Regions from separate parts of the Muntiacus reevesi genome. Here region 1 is linked to region 2. The links are chromatin contacts, called in public Hi-C maps. All regions are on one chromosome and are shown on one strand. The core of a region is the stretch at or near the end of the contact, and the rest is flanking DNA. Distances in the headings are between cores, read along the strand shown. Region 1 holds the start of CFAP77 (cilia and flagella associated protein 77). Region 2 holds the start of DDX31 (DEAD-box helicase 31).

Region 1 (6,254 bases), core at 2,245-4,744, 240 kb after region 2:
AGAATCACATTTGAAGGAAAACTGGCTCACGTCACTTTATACAATAGAATAGGGGCCCTTTCTAGTGGAAAATATTTACATCTTCCTGGGGCCACATGAAAACACGGGGTTGATTCAAACCAACCCCACTCAATAGCCGGTTGGCTTGGTTTTAAATGAGGCAAACAGTTGCTGAGCATTTGCTGATAAAATATCTGCTTGGATGTCTGAGGTTTTCACTTTTCACTTGGTTACGGTGGCATCTTGCAGACACGTTCTTGAATAACTGATGTGTGTACGTCCCGGTAAATTCCAAGGGTGTGAAACAGCACTGTTGTGTTTGTTCAAGGCAGTGTGTCTGCATTTTAAATGAAAAAAAGCCCTGATCCTATTCACTGGAGAAAACAATCTGAGCAGCAACCCCCCCAATTTCAGGGGAGTAAATGACTATAGCTATGGTGCTACATTCTCCCAACATAGACACAGCCTTCAGGTTCAGAGCGAGACAAAACCCAAATATATCTCAGTTCCAATCATCCTCCCGCAGACACCCGGGGCAGAGGGCACTCCCGCCTCTGCTGCACACAATGAGAAAGCGCACAGAAACGAAGGTCTGAAAATCTGGGCTCGTGAAACTGACATGCCACAGTGAAGAAATCCACAAGCCATGCCTCGGCAGAAAGTTCAGCAATGTATTATTTTTGAAAAGATTTTTTTTTTTTTAAGGCTCCATCACCATTTTGGACACTTTCCATCTCCTCCTTTCCTTGATAGCTGAAACCCTCCCTCCCCCAGTTTTTCCAGAATTTAAATTGTCTTTAAAATAGAGGAAGCTGTTTGGAGTTTGAAGTGGAAGAGGACAGCTGCGCTGGGAGCCAGTCCCGCCAGACCCGTGCACAAAGGCCCGGCACACAGCCTCAGCGTGCCCCGGGGAAGCGGAGGCCTGGAGACGCTACCGGCAGGGTGACGCCTCGCGCCCAGTGTTTCTGCAGCTTTGACTTAGGTCAGGTTTTGGTAGAAAATCTGGCAGCAGAGGTCAGTATTGAAATGTGGACATAATGTTAACTGCTACTGAAAGTACCTTCGGGCCCCTTAAAAACTGGAGGGAGGAAAGAAAGAAGTCCAGCTGCCCCCGTGAGACACGCCGGACACAGTCACCGGCACAGCCCCTGCCGCTCGAGCCCTGACCCTGCTGGCGCTGGGCCTCAGGCCCTGAAGACAGAAGCCCCGTCCCTAGGCCAGGGACTCCCGTACATTTTCCAACCCAGAGTTCAGCTTCAGGAATTAGGACTGCATGTCTGGAAGCTGTGCAGCTAGCGCCACCCAGAGGCAGGTGGGGAACTTTTACCTACAGATGTGTGTTACACTTATTTGTTGTTTAGTTGCTAAGTCGTGTCTGACGTTTTTGCTATCCCATGGGCTGCATAGCCCGCCAGGCTCCTCTGTCCATGGGATTTCCCAGGCAAGAATACTGGAGTGGGCTGCCGTTTCCTTCTCCAGGGGATCTTCCCCACCCAGGGAGGGAACCTTTGTCTCCTGCTTGGCAGGTGGATTCTTTGTCCGTGAGCCTGGGAAGGTCATTATACATGTTATACACATGTATATTGTACGTACATACATGTGTGCACACATATATGCAGAACATACGTGTATCATGTGTATGTGTGTGCATGCTAAGTCATTTCAGTCGTGTCCGACTCTTTGTGACCCTCTGGACTGTAACCTGCTAGTCTCCTCTGTCCATGAGATACTCCAGGCAGGAATACTGAAGTCAACTGCCCTCCTCCAGGGGATCTTCCCAATCCAGGGATTGAACCTACGTCTCTTACAACTAACTGAATTGGCAGGTGGATGCTTTACCCCAGTGGCACCTGTATATGTATGCATATACCTATATTATATATGTGTCTCTATATATATATAGTAGCTTGGGATGGGCATCACAGACTACTAATTTGCCATGGAGGACAACTCCATTATGTTGTCTGTCCATTTTGTACTGAAGTGGGAAGGTGTTGGCCCATCAGTAACTGCTTGAGTAAAAGCAATGATCAGAGGCAGGGACATTGATCTCCTCTTGATCCCAGCATGTCTGATCTTGATCCCATCTGTCTGAGGCACCTGTCCTCTGAGAATGGCGATTCTCACCTAGAAACAGGTGAAGAACTTTGCTCCACTTTGGGTGGCCAGAGAAGGGGAGCATATTAAATGGAAGAGTCCCCAATGAAACAAGCCAGTTTCTCCCAGCTGCTGGCCCAGGAACATATAAATAGTTTGAAGACAAGACGAGAAAGTCAATGTTTTCAAAGGAGCCAATTAATTCAGCTCATTTTACTATGATGTTAAGATAGCCCAGGCTTCCTGTACCAAAAACAAACAAACAAACAACAACCAAAACCTCTGGGCTCTGAGCAGCTCCTGGCTTTCAGATAAATAATTGCTACTGAATCCGCGGTTATCACCTGCGCCTTCCACCTCCGGCGTCTGGGGAGCTGCGCGCATTTTTAAAGGCACACTGCCCTCCAGTGGCGCAAAGTAAAATTGCACGACCTGCTTTCCTAGCGCCAAACTTCAACTTGACTTTCCTCGAGCCCCCACCCCGGGAAGGCGAGTGAATGCCACGGCGTTGGGAGATCACTAGCCCGGAAACGTGATTGACGCGAGCGGTCTTGCGATCAAAGGGGAGGCGAACTCTTTGGAAACTGCGCCTCCCTCTCTCGCCGGTGCCTGTGGGCCCCCTACGCCAGAGAGATCTGCGCTTTTTGGCGGTGGGTGTGGGGGACGACGCTTCGGGTCATAATTTTGCATAAGGGCATGACTGGGTAAAAATTAACACGGAAATAAAACTTCCAGGATAGATACAGAACCCTCGTACATAACAGCAGCCCAGGCGTGCAGGGGAATTGAGGGAGGCGGCCTGCACCCTGGGAGGGCTGGCAGGTGGAAAGGACGACCACTCTGTCACCCCTTGAGTTCATTCCGGGCGAATACATGTGCAAACAGCAGCCGCCAACCTGGAGGGTCCCGCAGGGATGACCTTGTGCGATCTGCCCGATCACCCCCTTGAAAGAGTTCCATTCTCGACCCACTTTGAGGATGAGGAAACTAAGGCTCAGCGAGACTTCGCGGCCTGCCAGTGACCGCCCCGGGGCCGGGGGAAGTGGGGGGTCCAGGTCTGTCTGGACCAGAGCTGGAGCTTCCGACGCCGCGCTCGGGCGGGGGCGGTGGGACCCGGGCAGAACAGGTGGAAACCCGCGGCCGCGCGGACGCCCACTGAGGGGACGAGCGCAAAGGGGCCGGTGGGTGTAGGGCGGGGCTCACCTTGACGATGAGCGGGTTCTGAAACATGGAATCCCGCACGACCCCCAGCCTCTCGTTCTCCATGCCCGGCCGGATGTCGGCCACGGTCAGGGGCCGCCGCGGGGGTGGGCAGATCTGGCTGACCGTGCGGCGGACCGGCGGCTTCTTCTTCTTCCATCGCGTGAGGTCCTGGCAGGAGTTCCCGGCCTCTGGCATCCTGGGGGGTCGCCGGGAGTCGGCCCGTCGGCTGGATTCAGCGCGCTTCCCAGCTTGGGGGCGGGCAGGCGAGGAGCTCGGAGCTGGTGAGCCCCGAGTCCCGGGACGCACCACCTGGACGCAAGGGTGGGCTCGGACGCCGGGCTCCATCCGGAGGGACGCGTGCCCACCTCGCGCTCCCCCGCCTCCTTGCGAGGAGAGCTAAAAGCCACATAAACCCCTCTGTAGGTTTATGAGAGCGTCCTCTGGGCGCTTTGCTGTGGATTTGAAAAGGGGAGAAAATCATGACCACCCTTTAAGGAAAAATGGAACCGCCCGTCTCCGTGGAGACGGGACGCCAACGGCGCTGGAACCAAGCAGGTCGATTGACTTACGGGAAACTTACTGGCGGCCACCTAATTGGACCTGTTTCGGAGTTTTTTACTCGAGGAAAACTCAGGAATCGCCATTGGGCTATGTTAAAAGCGACAGATTTCTAGAGGACCATTTACACTTGAAAACACTCCCCTCCGCTCTCCACCCCTTCCCATTTTTCCCAGCGCCCCTCGCCCCGTTCCCTACATACACACACACACAGACACACACACACAGACACACACACACACATCGCCCCCCGCCCCCCCCAGGGCAGACTGCTATGCGTTTCAGGATGAAACAGAAATTTGCAGTCTAAGACTGATGTCATCTTCTTGAGTCCTCAGTGTTTTCTTCTGTGAAATGGGTGGTGAGGAAAGTCTAGAGTTGAATGAAATCAATGGTACCCAACTTTGTGCAACAGAATACAGAGAAGCTTATTTAACTTACATGAAGAGCACATCATGAGAAACGCTGGGCTGGAGAAAGCACAGCTGGAATCAAGATTGCCAGGAGAAATATCAATAACCTCAGATATGCAGATGACACCACCCTTATGGCAGAAAGTGAAGAGGAACTAATAAGTCTCTTGATGAAAGTGAAAGAGGAGAGTGAAAAAGTTGGCTTAAAGCTCAACATTCAGAAAACTAAGATCATGGCATCTGGTCCCATCACTTCATGGCAAATAGATGGGGAAACAGTGGAAACAATAGCTGACTGTATTTTTCTGGGCTCCAAAATCACTGCAGATGGTGATTGCAGCCATGAAGTTAAAAGACGCTTACTCCTTGGAAGGAAAGTTATGACCAACCTAGACAGCATATTAAAAAGCAGAGACATTACTTTGCCAACAAAGGTCCATCTAGTAAAGACTATCCAATGGTCATGTATGGATGTGAGAGTTGGACTATTAAAGAAAGCTGAGCACCGAAGAACTGATGCTTTTGAACTGTGGTGTTGGAGAAGACTCTTGAGAGTCCCTTGGACTGCAAGGAGATCCAACCAGTCCATCCTAAAGGAGATCAGTCCTGGGTGTTCATTGGAAGGACTGATGTTGAAGCTGAAACTCCAATCCTTTGGCCACCTGATGCGAAGAGTTGACTCGTTTCAAAAGACCCTGATGCTGGGAGGGATTGGGGGCAGGAGGAGAAGCGGATGACAGAGGATGAGATGGCTGGATGGCATCACCAACTCGATGGACTTGGGTTTGGGTGGACTCTGGGAGTTGGTGATGGGCAGGGAGTCCTGGCGTGCTGCAGTCCACGGGGTCACAGAGTCGGACACAACAGCAGCTGAACTGAACTGAACTGGGTGAGGGGTTCACCGCAGAGTTAGTTGCACAGACAACAAGCCTGCACTCATGGCCTTCCACGCCAACAGGGGACACCATCTGCACTACATTTCCAGAGCAAGCCAGAATTCCACCTGCTCACCCAAGGCCTGGAGCGGCCTTTGAGTGGTGACGTGTGTATGATGCAGGCTTACGCTCTCTCTCGTCTACTTTGCTTTCAGGTTTCCACATATATGTACATTATGCACTTAAAAAAATATTTATTTGGCTGTGCCAGGTCTTAGTCGTGGCACTGGAACCTTTAGTTACAGACATGGAATCTTCAGCGACTGGCATGGGAACTCTCAGTTGCGGCATGTGGGATCTAGTTCCCTGACCAAGGATGGAACCAGAGCCCCCTGCGTTGGAAGTGCAGTGTTTTAGTGACTGGACCACGAAGGAAGTCCCCTTTGTTCATTTTATAATCAAAGCTGCTTGGCAGCTCACACAGAGAAGGTCAAATGGGACAGCAAGGGACAGGCTCCTGGAGTAGTGGAAAGATCACAGGTTTTAATCCTAGCTGGGGGGCAACATAAGTCCTCTGGGACAAGTTACAGGAAGCTCTAGCTTTCTCAGCCCCAAGGTAAGGCTGATATCACCTAATAAAGATTCCTACAACAGGGGGTTGTTATAGGATTCAATGAGAAGCCTCGTCACTAGTGTGATTGTTCACTATGCAGTAAGGCTAAAAAGTTTGCGAGGCATGCAGTCTGTCTTTGACTTGATGACCTGCTTAAAACTTTACTTTTAATCATAAACTATGTTTCTTCAGGACACAGTGGATATGAAAGAATCAGAATAGATACTTGAGCCTTCTTCTAGCTCTAACGTTCATGGAAGTTCAACGTGCATCAGACCCTGCACCAGTTCACCCCTGCCAACCCCTGAAGTCACCTCCCACCACTCTCTCCCATCTTTCACGGTGCTCCTGCTGCCCTGGCCTTCTTTCAGTTCCTCCAGCAACCAAGTTCAGGGCCTCCAGATTTGTTCCCAGCCTGAACACTCTACCATCTCGATTTTTGTTCATCTTTTTCATTTCAAACTCAACTGTTACTTGTCAAAGTCTTCTGAGCTA
Region 2 (6,370 bases), core at 1,104-3,603:
TCCAAGATCTTTGAAGGTTTAGTCCCATACAAACTTATCAATGATCTAATTAAACATCAAACTGTCACTTTCAAACTTGGATTAAGTATGCTAAAAAGGGGTGTGGGTTCTCTGCACCCCATTCAGTTACTGATCTATATTTTAAATGGCTTGGCAGAGTAGTTTTTTTTTTAAAACTTCACATTCACAGAAATACTTTCTCTGTATATAGATACATATTACAACTTATCACTACCTATTATTACATTGTTATTTGTTTCTGACCTGTCAAAAGAATGAATGCAAACTCCTAGAGGACAGAGATTTTTTGTTTTTGTTTTTGTACAATGTTTTACTTCTGGAGCCTAGATTGATGTCTAGCTGATACATTGTTGCTGTTGTTTCAGTCACTAAGTCCTACCAAATCCTATCCCACCCTTTGGTAACCCCATGGATTGTGTAGTCCCCCAGGCTCCTCAGTCCATGAGATTTCCATAGTGGTATTCAAAGATGTGTTGAGAGAATGAACATACACTTTGATAATCATACATATACATACAGACCTATAAAGGAAACAGTAATAAAGTTTTAATATTTTTAAACCATTAAAATGAACAACACGACTTCCTACTTTGAAACATTTGGAAAATGGTGATGATCGAACAATAAAACTTTAGCAGCTTTAAAGTTCTGAAGGCAAACTTAGTTAATATGAAGCCAAAAGCACTAATCTACACGAAGCATTAAATCTATACGAAGATCTTAAGTTTAAGAGCTACACTTATTTTCAGAAGCTTTATTTTTCATTCTACACCCCAAAGCCTTTTCGTTATTGAAGAAAAACTGGAGGACTAACCCCCGACATCCAGGATCTATCATCTCCCCAAGATGAGAAAGACCACTCATATAACAAAGTCACTGAAACAGTAACAAAGCAAACAAAACAAAACAAAACAAAAACACCCCACACCAATTTTCTCTCTTCCAAAGCCAAGGAGGCGGAAGAGGAGGGCACATCACAGTAAACAAAGCCAGCCAGGAGCCTCGGGGAGCAGGCCCCAGACAATAGGAGCGGGTGGCAGAGGCAGGTCTGGGGCTGGGTCAACAGGGGGTGGAGCCTCAGAAAGCACCAAGGGAAGAAATCTGCGCCAGCAGCCGGCCAGACGCCGGGCCACAGGGAGAACTCGGCTCCAGAGAGGGACCTTCCGAAATGTATCTGTCTCGGGAGTGGGTGGGCGATCCGGGAAACTGGGCATACACGGCGGGTTCCCCCCCCACCCCCCCACTTAAGCTACGGCGGCGACCCTAAAGACTCAGTGCGAGGAGGCGGGAATCCCCGGCCGAGGCGTGGGCCCGGGGATTCCCCCAGGGACCCGCGGGGACGTGGCCGCGGGGGGGGGGTGGTGGAGAGAGGGAGGCGGGCAGGAGACCCCAGAGCCCGGGGCGGCAGGCATGACTTACTTTGAGGAAGCAGCTGTGGAGAGGCGCGGGCACCGATGTGCGGTGGATAACCAGGTCCTGGCCCGGGTTGTGCACGTCGCAGATGAGTTCCAGCACGGCGATGCTGCGGGCCGTGGACACCGACACGCGGTGGTCCTCGGACCACGCCAGCGGCTCCAGGCCGCTCACCGCGTACTGCAGCCTCACCGCCGGCTCCCGCCGAGTCACCAGGAGGCGGAATGCCGTGCTGGGCCCTGGGGCCGCGTCCGCCGCCGGCTCCTTCCCGCCCGCCTCAGAGCCCTCCACCTCCTCGGGCGGCGCGGGCCGCTCGGCCGCGGGGCCCACCCGGGTTAGGGCCGTATTCATCTCTCCTCGGAGGCAGAGGCCGGGCTCCCGGGCGCGCGCCAACCTCCCCCTCCTCCTCCTCCTCCCCGCCCCGCTCCGCCCCGCCCCGCCCCGCGTTGCAGTCCAGTTGCCGCCTCCCGCACCGCGGCCTCCGCCGGGCCCCCAGATTTCCTCAGCGGCGGTTTTCTCCCCCTGAGGCCCGGAGCGCCGCCGAGCCACGAAGGACCCCGCCGTTGCTAGGCAACCCAGCCCCTGCCGGGTGGCCAAGGCGCTGCCTGTAAAAAAAATAAATTAAAAATATCTCACCTTGTGGTGGGGCCGGATCGCGGGTGGGCGAGGGGCAAGGAGTCCCCCCCACCCCCGCCCCCGGCTCCTGACAACTAAAGTGCTGAGGAGAGTCAAAGGAGGAGGCGCTGGTTCGATGGGACACGCCTCTCCTCGTTCCTGAGAGGAATTTCAAAAGAACGTCAAGGGCAATCACTCTGGGGTTCGGTGTGACTTGGCATCCCCCCATCCCCCGGCACAAGCCGCGCCACGAGGGACGGCCCTGTGGCCCGGGGCGCCGCGGCTCCGGCCGCTAGTGGCGCGGGCCCCTTCGTGAGGGGGGCGGGGGCCCTCAGAAAGCGCGCGCGGGCGCGCAGGACTCGGCGGGACAGCTACAGCGGGGTCCTCGCGCGCGTCCACGTGGGGTCTAGCAGCGCCTCGCTCCGGGTTTCGCGAGATCCGGACGCGCCTCTCTGTCGACATGGCAGCCGTCAGCGGAGTGCTTCCTCAGGTCCCCGAGCCCCGGGCCGCCGTCTTCAGAACCTTCTCCAAACCCCGCCCGGCCCACGCGAGGCGGGTGAGTTCTGATCCGGTTTTCCAGATGCGTTCGCTCCCGGGGGGGTGGGGGGGGTGGGGCCTCCGAGCGCCGGGAAGCTGCCGTTCAGGCCTTCTCCGTCGGGATTCGAATTAATTTCGCGGAGTTGAGGTGGGGAAAAGTCAGACATCGGGCAGCTCCGGGAGGAGTCGCTGAACCGCGCGTGTCTTAAGAGCCGCCACGACCCGTGCAGACGCGCTCGGAGCGGGAGCGGAGCGGGCGGAGGCGGGCGGAGCTGGCTGGGGCCGCTTGTTAGTTGAAGGCGGGGATAAGAGACTTGTCACCCGAAGTTAAAAACGGACTCTCGGGGCGTTGAGTCCCTCAGTAGCCCCGTCTTCTAATCTTCTCTCAGCTACTCTTAAGGGTCAGTTTGTTTCGGGAATGAGGACTGGAGACTAGAAATTTCTTTGAAGAGTGTTCGAAACCGAGATATACATCGGCGCGCCATGAAGGGTTGGGGGGCGGGGAAGAAAAATACAACTCATCAATACAATATCTTCGTTAGAGAGGCAAAGATGCCTGAAATTTAGCCCAAACCAGAGCAGAAAATTGGTTTTTAGGGCTGACTTAGCTCCTAGCTAAGAGGAGGAATACAGGACAGAAAATCTGTTGAAAAATCTTGTCTTAATGACCAGAAGGATACAGTTTGCTGCCAAGAAAAGTGTGCGTATGTGTGTGTCTTCTCAAAAACGCATCATTTAATGCCATTGAAAATTTTTTTGTCAGAGTTCGGTTCAGTTCCTTTCAACCAGTATAGCGCCGCTGAAGTTACTTGAGTTCACATCAGCTCATAGCAAATGTCTGGTTTATTGTCTAGACTTTTTTCGTGGTTATCAAGTTTAGGATTTAGAGGCTTGTGAGTAAAACTTTTCGGCTGGGCGATGTTGTGGCTTCATCTATACTGAAGGGGGAGGGAAGTACAAAAGAGTCAGTTGGGCACAGGGGATTTGGAATAATAGGACAGACCTGGGATTGGATGAGAGCGTTGCAACATGGCTGGTTCTGTGACCTTGAAGAAATTTCTTCACCTCCCTGATCCTCACTTTTCCTACCTATTATATGAGAACAGTAATTTTGACTTCGTATAAAGTTATAAGTCATATTGACTCCATTTTGACTGACCTGATAGAATTGCTCCATCAGGTCAGTAAGGTGCTTATACCAAGTACATGCAAGACATAGAAAACACTTACTAAAAGTTCATTGAGTGGGTTGAGTAAATAAATGTAAGTTATCTGGTTTTATGATCGCTTGAACCACTATATCAAAAGAATATTGTTTAACAGCTCTCTGTCTGTGTTGGCTTGTCTGCATGTTTGTTATGTCTTGAATGAGAATTCTGTGTATGCTGACCAAATTTGCTAATAGCTTGAACTTGGCATAAGTAGCTAATGTACTGGACTTGGAAAGACCTTGACAACTTAAATTATGCTCTAACACTACACGGAGTGTTTTTCCTTAAAAAAGAAAAAAAAAAAAAAATATATATATATGTATATATATACACACACAGATTTATTGTAGGAAATTTGGAAAGTAGATTTAAAAAAAAAACCCACAATTGCCATACTCAGAGATAACTCTGGGTAACATTGTGATGTACATCCTTCTAGAAAAGAAGCAGAGCAAAATAGGGATTAAACTGTACATAATGTTTTCTAACCAAACAGGATACAGTTTCTAAATGGTGTTGCAGCATTACTGTTAGTAACTAGGCTGTGGAATCAATGCTTGGTCAAAGCCTTGATCCCTCAGTGATGCTGGGACAGGTCACCTCCCATCGCCACCTTAGTGTTGTTATCTTAAGATGGGGTAATACCAGTACTGTATGGCTCAGTGACATCACTCATGTAAGTACTTAGCATACTGCCTGGTGCATAGTAACTATTTAATATGCTTGTTAATGTCAAAGACTCAGCATGTAGACTGTTAGGGCTGGATGGGCCCTAGAGGTTGCCTGCCATATCCCTTCATGAGGCAGGTGGGGGAGTGGACTCAAGGACTTGCATATTTTTAAAAAGATCCAGGTATGTCTTTTCTGCTCCGGTACTCAGCTGCCACCCCATGAAGCATTCCTGTATCTTTGCCTCCCTCCCCCTTGCCATGGGCCATGGTAGTCTTCTTGTTTTGTGCCCTTAAAACACTTTGTCCACACTGTTCTTTAGTACAGCTACAGGTTTGGTTTGCAGTCTTACACTTTTGTCTCGTCCACTTGTCTCTGACTTCTTCATGGGCTTGTCAGATCTTTGTACCTTTAGAGCCAGGCTACTTGACAGCTACTGAGTGGTCAGTTTTTTTTTAATGAATATGTTATGGATGCTGGGGGCAAGGGAATTGACAAGTAGAACAGTGTCCAGAGTACAGAAAAGGGTCATTCCATAACGTGTTGTTCATTCATCCTGCAAGTATTTATTGAGCACTTACTTTGTGCCAGACACGGTCCTGTGCAGGGGATGCAGTGCTCTCCAGCAGAGGCTTATCCATTTATAACAATCTAATGGGAAAGACAGACATCACACAGCGAATGACACCCTGTCTTTACTATTTCACTGAGTGCTACAAAGGAGAAGGGCGCCAGGAGAGCCAAGGACAGGGACCCTGGTTTGATAGGTGGAGGCAGAAAGTCTGGAATGGCTCCTCTGAGGATGCAGCAGGTGAGCCTGGATTTGAGGAATGAGTTCAAGAGGGTAGGTTGGGGACGTAGGTTTGGGAGTAGCATGTGCAAAGGCCCTGAGGAGAGAAGGAGCTCAGAACATCCTCAGAATTTAAGGAATACCAGGATGGCAGAGAGTAAAGCTAAGGCTGGTGAGATGGGCAAAGGCAGATTCTTCATAGCTCAGGTCACATGTTCTGGATTTTAGCCTGAGTGCAATGGAAAGCCCACCTGATAGTGTGTTTAACTTGAAACACTTAGAGAGACATTGACAGGGGAATAAAGAATGACTAGGATGATAAGGGGTCTAAAGTCTGTGTCCTGTTTGGGATATTAAGTCCAAAGAAGGAGAAAAAAAAATAGAATTCTGTGGTGAACAAAGGAGTGTTGTATACAAGAGTTGGTGCCGAGAACAAACTGCAGACTAGGACTTGGATCTTGCAGGAAACACGTTTTGCCTGAATGTCAGAAAGAACTTCCTGACCCCTGGAATTTGGTCAGGAACAGAATGGGCTGCCTCTTGGGGTGGAGAACAGTAGGAGGAGGTGCAGGCAGGAGCTGCAGGGCCGCCTGGCAGGGTTCCTATGATGGGAGGTCCACACAAGCGCAGCGGGAGAGGCTTTTTGGCCTTTTTGTGCTTCAAGAGCCTGTGATTCTATAAACCAAGCAAGATATGCACATTTCATCCCATCTTGCAAATGAGACCTGATTCTTGACTTCATCTCTTTTTAGTCTGAAAATTGGGGATTTTGTAAAAATAAATCTGTGACATTTGTAAAATGAAGCAGATTATCAATACTAAATGTTAATACCAATGCTAAATATTAATACCAAATATTTGAAGTTATATATATTGAATTACCTAGCTATAGGTGCCCTTAAGGTTGCCAGAAACAGAGAACTGTTGTTAATGCCACGTTAGTCAGAAGCTGACAGTCACGGCTAAAGCAAACTGATGTCTGCACGCAGAAGTCATGATCTCAAGCCAAGAGGAAGATAGCATATTCCAAGAGAAATCAGAACTCCAGAATAATAAGCCCCAGCTACTCAAGGGATGTTTGTATATTCATGTGTAATGTAAATGGGAAGAGAAG

What was found. Hi-C and Micro-C count contacts between places; a contact is called where the count stands out from the background.
Region 1: a Hi-C map of muscle shows a contact between it and region 2, with 2.6 times the contacts expected there. The contact joins the promoter of CFAP77 here to the promoter of DDX31 in region 2. A contact is called at or near these places in 2 of 3 Hi-C or Micro-C datasets (blood and muscle).

Annotation. Positions count from the first base shown.
Region 1 is chr3:4,216,094-4,222,347 of mMunRee1.1, forward strand. It overlaps CFAP77 (cilia and flagella associated protein 77), which reads right to left and starts at 3,495. Exons shown (of 6, transcript XM_065927106.1): 1 at 3,301-3,495. The coding sequence starts at 3,495.
Region 2 is chr3:3,975,785-3,982,154 of mMunRee1.1, forward strand. It overlaps DDX31 (DEAD-box helicase 31), which reads left to right and starts at 2,354. Exons shown (of 20, transcript XM_065928189.1): 1 at 2,354-2,605. The coding sequence starts at 2,510. GTF3C4 (general transcription factor IIIC subunit 4) reads right to left here and starts at 1,832. Exons shown (of 5, transcript XM_065928188.1): 1 at 1,441-1,832. The coding sequence starts at 1,785.